2 separate regions of the Mus musculus genome follow, and region 1 is linked to region 2. Evidence: chromatin contacts called from public Micro-C data. All regions are on one chromosome and are shown on one strand. The core of a region is the stretch at or near the end of the contact, and the rest is flanking DNA. Distances in the headings are between cores, read along the strand shown.

Region 1 (5,513 bases), core at 1,427-3,926, 33 kb after region 2:
GGAATTCTTTTAGATACTTTCTGTTTATAACTTTTTCCAGCTTTCTTTTTGGTTTCTTTCTAATTAACTTGGGAGGAATTCTTTGAATAGTAGAGATCTGTGCTGTTTTACAAATAGTCTTTCTCATACTCCCTCACTGTTTAATGATGTTTTTGTTAATATCTTCTCTTCATGTTGTTAAAGGTCCAGTGTTGGTTGATACTCAAGTCAATGAGAATACAGATTCATTCACTCAGCAAATATTTCCTTAAAGCCGGATCATTTGGGGGTGCCTATTCAGCTAGGACAGCCCTAAACCCTGACTTTCAGTCTGTGCCACTGATAATGGCCCTTCACGCTGGCTTGAGCGGATTCCTGAAAAAGAATGTTTTCTCAGAGGCAAGGAGACCCAAACATTTCCCAGATTTTGGCCACATAATCAGAAATTTCAAAAGAGTTCTGGAATTTATGGGCTGGCCTCCAAGTTATCAGGCATCTGTCGTCTTCTCCGAGGGCAGTTTACTCTGAGCTCAGTCCACCCTCCTCCCTCAGCTGTGCAGAGCAAATGGGGCAGATGAGAAATACTTCAGACGTCCCCGTGGGATGAACTCCAAAGACAGCCTCAGCAGCTAGACGCAGAATTCATATGGCCAGGGTTTGGCAGGCTCTTCTGAGGTACCGTGGCTTCCTATCAGACCACCGGCTCTGCAGCCCTGCCAAGGCCTGGGTGCTGCAGACCTGGGGAGTGAGTGTGGTATCCAGATGCTGCCTCCACTGGCTCAGGTTTGCTTTGAATCTGAACTGAAAGTCTTAGGCCTTCGACTGCTGCCCTGAATGGCCAGAGTGGCCTTCCTGGACCAGGTTGGATTTGTGCAGACATCTTACACAGGACTTCGTATCTTGTAGGTTGAGCCACTTGGTGTTCAGTAAAATGGGTCTCTCAGATACCTTGTTTCATCATTTCACTTTTAATTATGTGAGGGTGGGTATGTACACCTGAGTGCAGGTGCTGATGGAAGCCAGTGGTGTCTCTGGAGCTAGGGTTACAGGCAGTTGTGAGCTGCCCAATGTAGGTTCCAGGGGCCAAATTTGAGTCTTCTGCAAGAGTAGTATGTGCTCTTAACTGCTAGCTCTCCAGCTCCTCAGATATCTTTATTACTATACAAGCCCATCTGTCCCCCACCCCCACCCCTGGGTATGCATCTCTCTGCCTCTCTTTTGTTTATGCCATGCTAGAGATCAAACCCAGCCCTTTTGCGTGTGCTCAGCCACTGCTGGCTGAGCTATGTCCCTAGTGTCCCAAGTGTTTTCTTTCTTAGATTTTTATTTTTATTGGTGTGTGTTTTGTGTGTGTGTGTGTGTGTGTGTGTGTGTGTGTGTGTGTGTGTGTGTATTTCTATGCTTGCAGAGGCCAGAAAGAGGGAGCAGAAGTCACAGATGGCTGTGAGATGCCTGCTGTGGCTGCTGGGGACTGAGCACAGGTTAGGCGCACACTTACTGCAGAGCCAGCCACAGACACCATGGCACACGTCTGTAATCCTAGCACTCAAGACGTCGAAGTACAAAGATCACAAGTTTGAGGCCTACCTAGGCTACCTAGTGAGACTCTGCCTCAAACAAAACAATTAATACTTGTCAGCCATCTGATGCATGAAATATATACAATTTTCATGCCCTGATTTGGCATCTTAGGATGGTTGCTGATCAGAGGTGTTGTCCCTGAAGGCCAACTGGATCTCATTACTAGCTGCTCAGTAACTCACATTGGGACCTTAGGCAAGGTTATTAGCCTCTCTGCACCTAACTTATGCATCAGTGAGCTCTGGTGACTAAGAGTACCTAAGGTAGACTGGAAGGATTAAATTAGCTAATAATACATGAACATCCCAGAATAATGCCCAGTATGTACTTATTGCTTAATGAATATTGCAAAATTCCTGTACCAACTTCTGCTGGGTGAAATGCTAGAAACCGGGCCACCTTGTGTGATTTCAGTAAACGCTGATCCCACCTTTCCTGTCTGTGTGGTATGCTGTCTAGGGCTAGAGAACTAAGTTTTGCTATTTATATAAAGCTTCTTTTGTTTTCATTTTTCAGGTGAGGATTCATGTATCCAAAGCTGCATTAGAGCCCAGATGAGAGTGGCCTAGAACTCTGTGTAGGGTGGGGGAGAGGAGGGAACTCACTATGTACCCCTGGCTGGATTGAAACTAATTTTGTAGATAGACCAGGCTGATGTGGACTTCATAGAAATCCACCTGCCTCTACCTCCCAGGTATTTGGACCAAAGGTGGGTGCTACCATGCCTGACAACCTTCAACTTCTAATTTTTCTGTCTTTGCCTCCCAAGTGGTGGGACCACAGGCATGTGCCACTATAGCCAGTTTATACCATGCTGGGGAATTGAACCCAGGGCTTCACAAGTGTTAGGTAAGCACTCTGCTAATTGTGCCACAGTCTTAACCTCTTCTGTCCCCTGCCCCACAGCCCCCTATCCTTTCAACCAGATCTTACTGTGTAGCCTAGACTGGCCTGGAACTTGTAATCCTGTGTCAGCTTTTCAAGTGCTAGAGTTACAGGCGTGTGCTACCACACCGGCCTTACATAAAGCTCCTTAGAATCTGTGCAGGCTGGTTAACATCTGAGTGTTTCCTCATTGGCTGGATAAAAATAACCTTGCTGAAGTCTTAGCTGCCCTGGCTGGGGTCATCCAGACTGTATGTGAAGGCACTGAGTGCAACTCCAGGAGAGGCAGGGACCTAGGCAGTGGCAGAGCAGGGCAAGGGCGGAAGCTGTTTCTCCAGGTGCCCTTACATTTGGACTCTGAAATTCAGTTCTCATTCCTCTCTCTGGAACCAGGCCCTGATTGTTAGGTCGCTAAAGAGTGGCAGGTGGGAGCCACAAGCAGCACACTGCCTGTCTCTAAATTTTTAAGTCACCACATATTTTGGCTGTAGAATCAGCCAAAGTTTTGTTCCAGTTCCTTACAAAATTTCACAACATTTCAGGCGTTAGAATTGGTCCCTGTGTTGTGAAGCAGCTGGGTTTTATACTTTAGACTTGAAGATGAAGGCTTAGTGGTTGATTATTACGTTGGGTGTTTTCCAAGAGTCAATGCCATCTGTGGAAGTTTCTCTGTTGTCCCTAATGCCAGGTTCTGTAGCAGTTTCTCTGTTCAAAAATACAGCCTGTGTTCAGGACACTCCCTGGGTACAGAAATTGGTTTCCTTGGCAACAGATAGCTGGTGTCTTAGCTCTTTTCTTTCTTTACTCTTGGGGATGTAACTTCAGAAAGCTTTCCCCTCCCATTTTCTCCTGAAAACCCGTTGGAGGCAGTCACAGTAGTAGCTGTTCGATACCCATCTCTCAGTACCAGGGACTGAACGCGGCTTTTGCTAAGTAGGCACTCATATCATTGAGCCGTGTCCTCATCCCTGTTTAAATGGTTTATTTTGGGATAGTGTCTCAGTGAGGTGCCTAGGCTGGCCTCCTCCTTGCTCTGTAACTCAGACAGACTGGGAGCTCTCAGCCTTCCAGCCTTAGGCTTGCCCCAGCAGGTCCAGCTCACACTTCCCATTTTTGAGGGGAGTAGGAGGATCCTAGGAATTGAACCCAGGACTTTATAAGTGCTGGCAAATACACTGCCACTAAGCTAGACTTCCAGAGATTCTAGTTTGTTTATTCTTTGTCTATGTGTCTGTGTGTGCGCACATGTGTGTTTGTAGATATTGGAAGCCACAGGGTATGTGTGGAGGTCAGAGAACAGCTTTCAAGGAGAGTTGGTTCCCTGCTTTCACCATCTGGGTTCTGAGGGTGTCATCGTGTTTTTAACACATGTATTTTTTATTATTGTGTGTGATGTGTGGATGTGTGTGCGTGCGTGCCCGATCCCCACCTAGCGTGTGTTAGTGTATGTTAGAGTTTCTTCTTCTTTCATGGGCTCCAGGGCTGACCTCAGTCTTGGGCAGCAAACACTTAATGCACTGAGTCACCTCACCAGCCCTGGTGTAATTTCCGAGTGCAGAGGGAAACACTTCCCCACAGTGTTAGCCAGGAGGGGCTCATTTGATTGAGACAGCCTACTATCTCGTCCCAACTAGCCTGAAACTCTCAACATAGACCAGGCTGGCCTTGAGCTTGTACTGATTCTCCTGCCTCTGCCTCCTGGATTCCAGGACTCCTGCACCTGCTGGTCTCAGGTTGGCTCTGGTACTGCGGGTTGAACCCACTTCCCTAAGCTACACTCCAGTCTCTAGGCAGGAGTCCGGTGGTGCTCGGAGGACAGAAGTGTTGAGTGTCTGAGCTCTGTCTGTGTGCTCTGCCACTTCATTCTCCTGCTGGAGTGCAGGTTGGCATCTTCATCCCCATTATACTGATGCTTTCACAGTGACATACCAAAGGTCGCACAGTGGCAAGTGACGGTGTCATGACTCTGACCCAGTTTATCTTTCCCAGGCCTTTGCTCTTATTTAGCAAATAAAATAGAATACCCAGAATCAATCATGTGTTTTATTCTTTTCCAGTCTGTATAATTGCTTTACCTTTTTTTTTTTTCCCCTCCTGGACCCTTCAGCTAGTCACGGTGGCGTCACTTTTGCTTGGCTCTTCTCTTAGATTATGTGTTGGTTTTTCATTCCCTCGGCCACCTGAGCAATCTTTTTATTAATCTAAGCCTACCTTCACCCCTCAGCCAACTTTCCCTCCCTCCCTCAGCTTCTAAGGAAGTGTGTCTCTGTGGCGGTCCCACGCTCGTGCACTGAGCATTTCACGCTGGAACCTGGTCAGGAAAGGCCAGAGCTAGCAGTCTGCTCCCTGAAGTGGTCTCTCCACTGGGAGGGGGCAGCCAGGCCAGGGGTATGAGCTACCCAGCAAGAGCAGACATGGCCACTCTGAGCATGGTCTTCCCTCCCCTGAAGTGTCCATGCCCGAACTTATCTCTTCAGTATCTCACCGACATCTTGGCATTCATGAAGTTGCTCAACAGATACATTGGACCAGTCTGTGCCTGTTTAGCTTCTGAGTAGTTTTTGACAGTTGTTTAAAGTTAATTAATCAGGGTAGTCATCTAAAAGTTTTAATACATGCAGTTATTATATGATAATTAAAAAGAAAAAAAAATAAGAGCTTAGAAAAGCTCCAGAGTTAAATGTAACTTAAAACAGAGTGGCGAGCCTGCTAAACAAAGGGCCTGGGAGCGCTTGTGTAGCCTTGACTGGGTTCTGGCAGCAGCAGCGGCCCTCTTTGTCACAGTCCTCTGTCCATTTTGATTACTTGCCCTTGAGGAATAACAAAATTGTAGCGGCAGAGCAGACTGCACTCTTTCAGTACATAGGTGGAAAACTGGAAGCGAGAGAGATCTAGCCGTCAGCCGCAGCTGCTGTTGTCTAGCCGCAGTTGTGCAGCCCAGTCTGAAGCTTTGCAGCCCGGTGCAATTTGCCACGGTATTTGCCTTTGTTTCTCAAGTAGAGAGGAAATTCACTTCTTTCTTCTTTTCTCTTTTTCATTTTTCTTTTTATGTTTTGTGCCTTTGAGAC
Region 2 (6,209 bases), core at 3,467-5,966:
TGCACTTTAAGTATTTGACAGCCGCTGGTGCTGTGCTCAGGCTGATGGGGACAGTTCATTTAGGACCTATCCCAGTGCCCTTCAAGATGGCAAAAGCTGAAAAGTTAGAATTATGTTTCCTAGACGAACTTGCAGCTAGGATTCTGGGCACAATTTTGCTTCTTCTCATTATTATTATTATTATTACTTTTTATCGTACAAGATCAGTAAATTGGAGGTTGGAAAGATGACTTAGTGATTAAAAGCACTTGCTGCTCTTCCAGAGGACCAGAGTTCAATTCCCAGCACTTACAGTCAGGCAGCTGAGCTGCCTATAAGTTGAGTTTCCAAGGATCCAATATCCTTTCCTTGTGCTTTGTGCATGGTGGTGGAGTCGGAGTTCTCCCTGGGCTCTCGCCATGACCAGGCAGGAGTTGCTCCCCTATGGCAGGATGGCTGCATGAACTTCAGGCAGAACTGAGTCCTCATCATATGCTCGCCTTTACCATTGATATCTCAGCTCTTAGCAGCTTCAGCAACTCCTCCCCGAGTTTAAGAACTTCTGCCTTTTCACTTTAAAAAGAAAACCCAAAAAGGGCACAGCACTTCGTGACTTGTGTTCAGTGCATCTGATCTGCCAGCATCACAGCGCCTGGGCTTTCTCTTTGTCCCTACCCCCTCCCCAGAGACAGGGTCTCCTGTAGTCCACCTGCTCTCAAGCTGGCCAGGCACTTTAGGCCGGCCTTGGACTTCTGCATCCCACCTCCCAAACGCTGAGATTAAAGATGTGTACCACCTGGGCCGGCCAGGGCTTATTCCCTGTTTTTAAACTATGCATGTGGGTATGAACTTGTGAGTACAGACACCTGGCAGCGCCAGCGGCCTTGATCTCCTTGAGCTGGATATAGCCAGTTTCTAGCCACCTGACTTGGGCGCTGGGAACTAAACTTGGGGTCCTCTACAAGAGCAGAAGTCCTTAACCACTGAGCCATCTCTCGAGTCCTCAGGGTTTTATCCCTAAGTCTCATCATATTTATCGTGCTCACATGGACATTGTCAGAGATCATCTTTTAGGAGCCGGTTAGTTCTGCAGATGTCACGCTTGCACAGTAAAAGTTTCATCCACTGGTTTATGTTGCAGGCACCCAGCTGGCCTTATTTCTTATTATTTGAACACTGTTATTTAGTGTGTGCCTGTGCATGTGTGTGCTTGTGTGTATGTGTACGTAAAGTGCTTGTGTGTGAAGGTCAGAGGACAACTTTTTGTTTTGTTTTGTTTTGGTTTTTCGAGACAGGGTTTCTCTGTATAGCCCTGGCTGTCCTGGAACTCACTTTGTAGACCAGGCTGGCCTCGAACTCAGAGATCCACCTGCCTCTGCCTCCCGAGTACCGAGTGCTGGGATTAAAGGCGTGCACCACCATGCCCGCTCAGAGGACAACTCTTAAGAGTTGGGTCTGTCTTTTTTTTTTTTTTTTAACACTAAAGCAGTTACTCCCTACTTAGCTTAAGGGACCCACTTTTTTTGTGGGGGGGTGGTTAAGATTTATTTATTTATTTATTATATGTAAGTACACTGTAGCTGTCCTCAGACACTCCAGAAGAGGGAGTCAGATCTCGTTACGGATGGTTGTGAGCCACCATGTGGTTGCTGGGATTTGAACTCCTGACCTTCGGAAGAGCAGTCGGGTGCTCTTACCCACTGAGCCATCTCACCAGCCCTTTTTTTGTTTTTTGAGACAGGGTTTCTCTGTGAAGCCCTGGCTGTCCTGGAACTCTCTCTGTAAACCAGGCTGGCCTTGAACTCAGAAATCTGCCTGCCTCTACCTCTCAAGTGCTGTGATTAAAGGCATGCGCCACCACCACTGCCCAACGGGTCTGTCCTTCTTGCATGTGGATCCTGGGGATCAGACTCAGGATGTTAGGCCTGGTGGCAGTGCCTTTACTCACTGAGCCACCTTGCTGGTCCCTGGTTGAGGCTTTTTTTTTTTTTAATTAGGTGAAATAAAGGTGAAGAAAGTACATTATTTTGATAGTTGATCTACTACCAGAGACCTTACTAAGTGACCACACAGGCAGGCGGTCTGTAGGGCACGGTATGCTTGGTTAGTGGATCCCTCCCACCCATTGTGAGACGACACAATGTTTCATCATGCTGCTCAGATTGGCAAGCAATGTAAAAACTCATGAATTATGAATTTTTTGGAAATGTCCCACTTAATATTTTTAGACTACGGTTGATGGAGTATAATTGAAGCCTTGGAAATGAAACTGTGGGTGGGGAACAGTCTCCTCCTGTGTGTTTTCTGAGCCTCTGCTTGGAGCTCAGTGTAGTGACAGCTTTCCCAGCTGGCTTCCAATCTCAAGAGAGGGAATGGTTCCTTTGCTGCCTCTTGTCTGCAGCCTGGCGCTCCATCAGCGTCTGCTCTCAGCCCTCCAAACAGGCATCTCAGCAACCCCTTTATTACCCGAACTAGCCAGAAAGTCCTACTTTATTTGGTTTTGTTTGTTTGTTTGTTAAGGTGGTGGGGAAGGAGGGCTGACTCACTCTGTAGACCAGGCTGGCCTCCAACTCACAGAGACCCAACGGCAGCCTTTGCTTCCTAAGTACTGTTATTAAATGGTGTGTGCCACCATGCCCAGATTTTTCTTTTGTTTTCTTCTTTTTTTAAAGATTTATTTTGATTGCATTTAATCATGTGTCTATGTGCCTCTGTGTGGCATGCATACTTGGGTGCAGGTGCCTGTGGAAGCAAAGTTATCATAGTCCCTGGAGAGAGAGTGACAGGTGGCTGTGAATGCCCAATTTGGGTGTTGGGTACCAACCTCAGGTTCTCTGAAAGAGTAACACATTTGCTTTTTTTTTTTTTTTTTTTTTTTGAGACAGAGTGGCCCAGAATGACCCTTAACTTGCAGTCTTCCTGCCTCCACCCTCCAGGTAGTGAGATCTCAGATGTATGACACCATGTCCAGCCTGGCTCATCTGTGTGAAAATGAACTCAGTATGGCATAAAAGCAGAAGGCAACACGTAAAGAAAAAGCATGGATGGACTGGAGGGATGGCTCAGTGGTTAGGAGTGCCTACTGCTCTTGCAAAGGGTCAAGGTTCAGTTCCCGGCACCCACATGGTACAGATGGTAGCTCACAAGCAACCGTCTGTAACTCCAGCTCCAGGGGACTAAGGCCACCTTCTGGCTACCAAGGATCCCTATACATAGATGCTGCACATAATTGCATGCAAGCATACACACATACATATAAAAATCAAGAAATATAAAATAAGAAAAAAAAGCATGGTGGGTAGGACAATACAACAGACACATAAGCCTAATTATAACAAAACAATCTAGGGACTAGTGAGCTCCCTAAGTCGGTAAATGTGCCTGCCACCAACCTGAGTTATTGGCGGATGTGAGTACACACACACACACACACACACACACACAAAATGAATAATGAATGAATGTAAAAAACCAACACATATAAAAACAGTTGCAGGAAATACAAAAGTTGCACATCATGTCTATAAATTCTTTTTGGTTTTGTTTTTGAGACAAGGTCATCATACAGTCTGGACTGGCTTTCTTCTCATTATGTAGCCAAGGAGGACCTTGAACTACTGATCCTGCTGCCTCTAACTCCTGACTGCTAGGATTACAGGCACTTGCCATAATGCCCAGCCTCATTTTTGTATAAATTTTAAACATAAAACTTCCTATCCCACATAGAGTAACTGGATTAATAAATCATACACAATAAAAGGAAGAACAGAATAATAAGTATATGTTAATTTTGAAAAAATGAACAGTAGTGTTAGACATCACTACCAACATAGTTACTTTTTATGGAGACAAAGAATGAGGTGGGGTTCTTTTTTTTTTTTTTTTAAATAAACTCCAAGCATATGAAGCAAAACGATTTTTAAAAAGTCTTATTGTGTATGTGTGTCTAGGTATGTGCTTGCTACAGCCTGAGTGTGGAGGCCAAAGGACAAGTCTCAGGAGTCAGTTATCTCCTTCCACATGAGTCATTTAGCTGGCCCCAAAATGCCTTTTAAATTTTATTTGCAGTGTTGGAATCAAACCCAAGGCCTAGGGCTTGTCACACAAGCGCTCTACAGCTGAACACCGTCCCCAGGCTCTGCAAAAATGTTTTGATGGTTTAATCATGAGGTGCGTGGGCGTTGTTGTTATTTTCCGTATTTCTCCTCATGTCGCTAATACGTCCTAATTCACAGAACACAGTCATGCTCAACACTCTCCAGGACATCTTGGTGTACAATTATGTTGGAAGCAGCTTCTGGGCTAAAAAGGGGGAAGCCTGACGAGGCCACTTGCTGTTTTACCAGCGAAGTTGAACGGATGGGAGAGATGGCTCAGTTAAGAGTACAAACAGCTCTTACAGAGGCAAAGACCCGTGTTTGGTTCCTAGATTAGTGTGATCTCCGTGGGTGCCTGCATGCACATATACATATGTACACATCCACACTGGGCAGTGGTACCCAGCGGCTCTCACACATTGGTGCAGCTTAACTTTACAGACGTGATATAGGTGTGAGAAGTCCCGAAGCAGGCTGGGGACCGTGGGCTCAGCCCTCGGTCGGCTCGCCGGAGGTCGAGCTCCCCGGCTGGGAGGCCGGGCTTCGGGGCCCGGAGGCCGGGCGGGCCGCGCCGAGGGCGGAGCCGCCGCGCGGGGGCGGACCTCGGCGCGCTCCCGGCCGCTCGCTGGCTCTGGGGCCGCGGCGGCTCCTCTGCCGGGTCGCGCCGGAGGACAGGTTTCGGGCGGCGGCTTGGGCGGCCTGCGGACAGACCGGGTGGGCCGAGCAGCGGAACCCCGCGCCTGCCGTGTGCCTAGCCCGCTAGCGCCGGGCGCGCGCCATGGCCGCCTCGCCCGGTTCGGGCAGCGCCAACCCGCGGAAGTTCAGTGAGAAGATCGCCCTGCACACGCAGCGGCAGGCCGAGGAGACGCGGGCCTTCGAGCAGCTCATGACCGACCTCACCCTGTCCCGGGTGAGCTCCGGGGCCGGCGCGAGCGGTGCGGGCGGGTCCGCGCGGCGGGGAAGAGGTCGCCGGGCCGAGGCGGCGGCGGCGGAGCCGGGCGGGGGCCGCGGGTGGGGAGTGGGGCCGGGGCGGCCGCGGCCTCGGCTCTGGCCGGCCTGGCGACACCGAATGCGGCTTGCTATCTCGGTGGACGGGCCTCGGTGCGTTGAGCTGGAAACGGCCGAGCCCGGGGAGGCGGGCAGCGGGGCCGGGCGGCCTAAGCGGGAGGATGACCCCGAGAGGAAATCGCACGCAGCTGCAGCTCAGAGGCCGGACCGAGGCACGCCTGGTTCGGGCGGTGCGGCTTCTCCGTGGACACCCACGGCCAGCGAGCCCTTGACTGTCGGCGTAGAAGGCCTCGGGGGCCGGAGGGTCGCACATCCTCCCCGAGGGGAAGACTTGGTGCACGCACAAGCGAATCGACGGCTGGCCCCTGAGTGGCAGGGGGCCTTGGTACCACGTTGAGATTCCGTGGCTTTCCCTCCTTCGCCTCTTGGAGGTGCTTTCCGTGGTCCGGTGCATTTGCTCAGCATCAGATATTTAGTGAGAACTGACAGGGTGCCTAGCGCAGATGGTGACTGCGGAGGGACCCAGAGGAATGAGTAAGAGCGAGTCGGAACAAACACCTGGGAGGCTAGACAACTGGAGCGGACGGCAGGGGATGGAGACGGCAGGAGTGTCTGTGTAGACTGCAGAGGGTCAACGTGAGTGGGCAGCCTTGAGGATTCTGAGTGCTGGCCTTGAAGGCACATTGTCAGATGGGGGAGGCTAGGAAGATGCTGGGGGTGGACAGCTGGAAGCAGACGTGTGAGCAGATTGCAAGCTGGTTGTTTCCCTGCTTCCCAAGGTGCAAGCGTATTCTATTTTGGCCACCATAGTGTTTGGGATTGAAAAACAAAAACAAGAAAACTAAAATCTGTTGCTAGGGTTTAAATTGGGAGTTTTTTCTTTTAACATAAATTTAACATAAACTAAACTAACATAAATGTATAGCATAAACTAAACGGACTTACTTTAAAATTAAGAGACTTGGAAACAATCTTGAGTGTTACTTCCCTCAAGTGGAGTGTGAACTCTTTCTTGCTATAATACACTTTACACGGCTCACTGTTACAGCCCCCTACACCGAGACCACTCATCAGTAAGGGCAAAGTGGACTGCTTTCTGAACTTCCATTCTCCATGCACTGAAGG

The links. Hi-C and Micro-C count contacts between places; a contact is called where the count stands out from the background.
Region 1: a contact with region 2 is called in a Micro-C map of muscle stem cells, with 3 times the contacts expected there. The contact joins the enhancer-like site here to the promoter of Crtc3 in region 2. A contact is called at or near these places in 12 of 39 promoter capture datasets (the 3T3-L1 cell line, the C10 cell line, cranial neural crest and 6 more), 3 of 15 datasets of contacts at CTCF or cohesin (CD8 T cells, the G1E-ER4 cell line and pro-B cells), 32 of 484 Hi-C or Micro-C datasets (B cells, CD4 T cells, CD8 T cells and 20 more), 15 of 115 datasets of contacts at active chromatin or transcription factors (the 230-238 cell line, CD8 T cells, the HPC-7 cell line and 10 more) and 2 of 9 other capture datasets (adipose tissue and pancreatic islet).

What each region holds. Positions count from the first base shown.
Region 1 is chr7:80,653,049-80,658,561 of GRCm38.p6, reverse strand. All of the region lies in intron 2 of Crtc3 (CREB regulated transcription coactivator 3), which reads left to right. It overlaps Gm51450 (a long non-coding RNA gene), which reads right to left. Exons shown (of 3, transcript XR_003946653.1): 3 at 1-5,513. Among named protein-coding and RNA genes, the nearest start is that of Gm51450, 7.9 kb to the right of the region's middle. Within about 2 kb of position 2,676, at least 80 of the 459 cell types and tissues checked have an H3K27ac peak or open chromatin away from gene starts, as enhancers often do. A contact at or near this core is called in adipose tissue, bone marrow-derived macrophages, forebrain and 7 more, where this site is marked.
Region 2 is chr7:80,687,384-80,693,592 of GRCm38.p6, reverse strand. It overlaps Crtc3 (CREB regulated transcription coactivator 3), which reads left to right and starts at 4,716. Exons shown (of 15, transcript NM_173863.2): 1 at 4,716-4,986. The coding sequence starts at 4,855.